Regions from separate parts of the Hordeum vulgare genome. Here region 1 is linked to region 2. The links are chromatin contacts, called in public Hi-C maps. All regions are on one chromosome and are shown on one strand. Each heading gives the region's core, a stretch centred on a gene start, on an enhancer-like site or on the middle of the called end of the contact. The rest is flanking DNA. Distances are from core to core; before and after follow the strand shown.

Region 1 (2,720 bases), core at 206-2,705, 760 kb before region 2:
TTGAACACCCACTTGCATCCCAATGGTTTGCAACCATAGGGACGATCAGTGATTTCCCATGTCCCGTTAGCCATGATGGAGTCCATAACATACATCTCACTCCCAGCATCGGTGGCCCCGAATTTAGATTCGAGCGCCTCCCACAAGTCCTTGGCAACATGCATATGTAAATATGCATCAACCAGCTTATCTCCGATCACGCTAATGACTGCTCCAAGGAATAGGACGGTGGCCTCCTTAAACATCTTCTCCTGTTCAGGAGTGATAGTTTCCGTAGGAGTGACACCGGCTACCCAGAACACGTTCATAGCCGTGAGCCATAAGGTGGTTCTCGTTTGCCAACGCTTGAAAAAGGTACCGGTAAACTTATCCGGTTTCAGTGCAGCAGCAAAACCATTACTCGAAAAATTCCTACAGACATTAGGTTTTTGGATTGTTGAGTAAATAGGCAATTTTCCGAGTAGATTAATCCACAAAATAATAACTAGCATGGCATTGACTAGACTAATGACATACTGATCTTGAAGTACCTTTCAAGTAGCGCATAATTCTTTCAACAGCACGCCAATGAACTTCGCCCGGGTTTGCAACAAACCGGCTAAGTTTGCTCACAGCAAACGCGATGTCAGGCCTTGTTGCGCTAGCTAGGTACATAAGTGAACCGATAATTTGAGAGAATCTCAATTGATCTATAGCTGTGCCTTTAAACTTTCGAATAAGCACACTAGGATCATATGGTGTTTGACAAATCTTGCAGTCTGAATATCCAAAGCGAATCAAAATCTTGTCAACATAGTGGGATTGCAGAAGTGTAATCCCACCCTCATCATCTCTCAATAGCTTGATGTTCAAGATAACATCAGCCACCCCAAGGTCCTTCATCTCAAAGTTTTGAGACAGAAAGGACTTAACCTCCTCAATTACTTTGAGGTTGGTTCCAAATATCAGTATGTCATCAACATACAAGCACAATATAACTCCTTCGCCCCCACCATGGCGATAGTATACACATTTGTCAGCTTCATTAACAACGAAGCCAACAGATGTCAGAGTTGTATTAAACTTCTCATGCCATTGCTTAGGTGCTTGTCTCAGACCATATAAAGATTTCAGCAACTTACACACCTTTCCTTCCTGACCTTCTATCACAAAGCCATCTGGCTGTTGCATATAAATTTCCTCATTTAGCTCTCCATTCAGGAAAGCCGTCTTAACGTCCATTTGATGAACGAGAAGACCATGAGAGGCCGCCAATGAGAGTAGTACTCTAATGGTGGTCAGTCTAGCCACAGGTGAATAAGTATCGAAGAAATCTTCCTCTTCTTTCTGGGCATAGCCCTTGGCCACAAGCCTAGCCTTGTACTTTTCAATTGTACCGTCGGGCCTAAGCTTCTTTTTGAACACCCACTTGCATCCCAATGGTTTGCAACCATAGGGACGATCAGTGATTTCCCATGTCCCAACAGCTGGCGGTGCTCCGGGCGCGGAAGGGAGTCGTGGTGCATGGCCTCCGCCTGCTCAAGACCCTGGGACGCAGCGGGCGCAGCGACCGGCTGCGCTTCGGTGAGCGCGAGTTCTCCATCGACGAGACGCCTGCGTTCCGGTTCCGCGCCCCCTCCGCGCGCGTGCTCCGCTTCATCCCCTGCGTCGCCCCCGCCGTCCCGGACACCCCCGACGACTACAGTGGCGACCGCTACTTTTTCTGCGACCCCCGCGAGAGGGACGCGGGCAGCGTCGGGGACTGCCACGGCGCCGGGCCGAGCGAGTACGGCGTCGAGAACCTCGACGATTGCGTGGAGGAGGAGCTGCTCCAGCGGGCAGTGATGGGAGCGAGCTACGCCAACTTCGGCGCCGCGGAACAAGAGGACTGCGAGGACGCCGGGGTGGATGGGAAGGCGGAGGAGTTCATCGCCAACTTCTACTCGCAGATGAGGCTGCAGCGGCAGATCTCCTGGCTCCAGTACAACGAGATGATGCATAAGAGCATCTGCTAGACAAGGCGTGTTTTATCTTTTTTTCCACTTCAAACCTCCTCTATTCATTTACAAGCATAGGAATTACGGCCATTGGGGCCGGATCTAGCCAAGTATTAGGAGGAAGCAAGTTAATTATCCTTGCGCACTAAATAGCCAAAAAATATCTTTGAGGGACCTAACAAAGAAAATAGTACCTCCGTCCGGAAATACTTGTCCTAGAGATAAATGTATCTAGACTTATTTTAATTGTAAATACATTTATTATATGCATTTTAAGACAAGTATTTTCGGACAGAGGGAGTATCATTTTAAGGGTAATTTTTTGGAGTAATGCTACATATATTATCGTTCTGCTTGGTATCCCGTTAAAGACAAAGACAACTCAAATTAGTCCATTACCTTTTGATAAGAAAGGACATGACATTTGTTTTGGCTCCCATGAACATATGCTTCCGGATGAACGGTATTGTGAGATAAAATGTTTAAAAGAAGTTCTAATTTCGTTGTAAATGATTGTATTAGTATCGCGAACATGCATGACAAATTTCACGCGATAAGGAGCAACGGTATTTCTTCAATAAGAAAATAAATTTGGAGTGACATTTTGGATAACTTTCAACGTTTAATTTTTTTTCACAAGCTAAAATGTTTAATTTTTTGCCCTAAATTAATAGATAGCATTTGAATGTGTCTAACTACACAAATAAATTTTATCTTTATTTTTTTTTTGGCTCCGGAAGCATA
Region 2 (2,705 bases), core at 3-2,502:
TAAAGTTGTACCATAATAAATGTACATTAAATCCCCGCCTAATATTTTCACTATTTAATCTGGCACACTTAATGGTCTTAAGTTTCAAAGTGTTGTCCAAAATGTGTCCGTTTTTCCTCTAACTTTTTTTTAATAGCATAAACTGACGAAAGTACTTTATCATGTAAAATTAGCACATCCCTAACATGTTAAAACAAGAGATTTTTAAGATAATTGAAATGAGTATATACGTTATATGGGTATTGTAACCACTCTATTATATATTAGATATATTTTAGTAGACAAGTATTATAGGAATGCTATTACTTTGTGAAATAGTGCAATTCTCCTACCTAATTTTTATGGATGTCTCAATAGTCCCTCCCCATATCCCTCATGTGCTGATTGGAGAGCTCAGTGCCAAAATACCCTATTGGTTTGAGCAAAAAAAAAACTACCTGAGGCATCCACACAAAATATTTCCTGCCAAATTTATTGGCATGTTATTCTACAAAACATTTTCCAAAAGGATCTGACACCTGCAAATAAGAAAAGAAAATCTGAAATATGTAAACAAAGACTAATGGTTTCCCCCAGAAAATCATGCTGTTGTTTTGCATGAACGGAGACTGTAAGTGTGCCTCGTAAGGATACGTACTGGTCCAGCAAAAAACGGGTGCAAATTCTTTTCAATATTTCCAAGGAGGAGGCCAAATAATTGAATGTGTACCAATTTCAACTGAGACGGCTCAAAGATCGTAAGTGCTTACCATGAATATCAGGAATGGACTGTTTTTTTAAAGACCGTTCACAAAAATATCAGTAATATAAATCTATGTTTGAGAAGTCATTTAATCAACATATCCCCCTTACGCTTAAATCTATCTATCATATCATCCAAGTCTTCAGCTACCAAACTCTTATAGCGACTGAGAATGTACTTACTGGTGAAAAGTTGTTACCCTGGACACATCTTGTACGACACTTCTGACTCACCATGACACGGAATGCAAGCACTTGTATATTTCTTTAGGAAACTCATGTTTAGTTTCAGAAATCTTTGGTGTTTAGTTTCAGAAATCCTTATGGGGTGTACACCAAAGATTACCGGCACTCGAAGTATCAGCCGGAGTAGCCACATGTATTTTCTGTTCAGGTTTCTTTCCCTTCTGATCTGAGCAGGCTTGGATTTCATTTCTTAGACAGACCCAATAATTCTTCAAGAAACCTATAGACTCACTGATGGATGCCTCTCCTTGGGAGCTCCTATGCAGCGCTGCAGGCAGCTGTTAATGATCCGGCGCCTGCAGCGCTGCTAGAATGGCCCGACCCATTGAGTGCTATCCAGTTTACTTTTTGTTTTTTATTATGAAAATATAAGTATGAAATTAAAAAAGATTTACAGATCTAAAAAAATATTCATTCATTTGAAAAAAAGTTCATATCTTTAAAAAAGGTTCGTCAATTTCAGGAAAAGTTCATCAATTTGAAAGAAAAAAATCATTGAAAATGAAAAAAAAGTTCATCCAATTTAGAAAAAGTTCATTAAATTTTAAAACAGTTCAATAAATTTGTAAAACTTTCATAAAAATTCAACAAAAGTTCATGTATTTTTTAAAAACTTCATTGAACTGAAAAAAAGTTCATAAATATTTAAAAAGCTAATACATTTCCAAAACAATGTTCATCAAAATTCATAACAGTTCATCGATATTCAAAAAAGTTTATCAATCTTAAAAAATATTCCCTGAAATTTAAAAAATGTTCATCAATATTTAAATAAGTTCATACACATATCAAAAAAACGTCAAACGACGCCTAGATGGGCCGACCAATTTGCGAACGGCACAAGCGCTAGTTAACAAAAATGCTCGTTAATTCGCGCCCGTGGCACCAAATAGGAAATGCGCCTCTCCTTCACCAATCGTTCGGGATGGACGACAAGAGCGAGCTTTTGGCCGGCCTCGTGGCCTACTAGGTCCCGCCGAGCTCGGTCCTGGCCCGCGAAAAAAAATAGCCGGTCCGGTCCGTGAAGTATGGACCGAAAAACTTCGGTCTAGTCCGGTTAAAGCTCGGACTGCTCGCTCGGACTGAAGAAGAAGCCCACGCGAACGAGGCAACAGCTACAAATCACTCTTGTGCGGTCATCTGCCTCCTCCACGCGACGGCCGGGAGAGGTAGAAGAAGACTCACGTTACGTTCTGCCTTATTCCTTTTTATTCAGCGGAGAGAAAATAGAAAGAAGGAGAGAAATGGGGTTATCCCATAATCATGGCGTCGTCATTGGAGGTTTATTTGTTGGCAAACGTTTGTGGCCGAACGACCGACGAACGTTTCAGTCGGTTGCACTCGCGCCATCTGATCCACATAATTAAGAGGCCCCCGGAGACGCATATTTTTCAGTTGGATCCACGCATCGCAGAGCTCTCCGGTTTAAAAGCTTATTCTCTTTCTTCTCCGCTAACCTTTTCTCATTGTCTTTCGCTAACCACGTGCCATACAAACCACGGGTTGCTCTCGAGAACGCCATGGACGCCACCACCTGACGGAGCCCGCACATTTTTTCCTCCCTCATCTGCCATTTTATTTGCTCTCTTTCCAGACCTACGTCGGTTGTGAGATGCAACGGCGATGCGGCTAGATCGAAAGATGATGCAGGATGCTACAGGGCCGCCCCGGCTTGCTAGAACTACACGTCGATGAGTTGCGATGAGTCACCGTGGTTT

What was found. Hi-C and Micro-C count contacts between places; a contact is called where the count stands out from the background.
Region 1: a Hi-C map of leaf shows a contact between it and region 2, with 5 times the contacts expected there. The contact joins the promoter of LOC123450590 here to the enhancer-like site in region 2. A contact is called at or near these places in 2 of 6 Hi-C or Micro-C datasets (leaf and seedling).

What each region holds. Positions count from the first base shown.
Region 1 is chr4H:435,640,918-435,643,637 of MorexV3_pseudomolecules_assembly, reverse strand. It overlaps LOC123450590, which reads left to right and starts at 1,455. Exons shown (of 1, transcript XM_045127760.1): 1 at 1,455-2,246. The coding sequence starts at 1,455. The coding sequence ends at 1,994.
Region 2 is chr4H:434,875,863-434,878,567 of MorexV3_pseudomolecules_assembly, reverse strand. No RefSeq gene overlaps it. Among protein-coding and RNA genes, the nearest start is that of LOC123446568, 3.4 kb to the right of the region's middle. Within about 2 kb of position 1,252, at least 2 of the 3 cell types and tissues checked have open chromatin away from gene starts, as enhancers often do. A contact at or near this core is called in leaf, where this site is marked.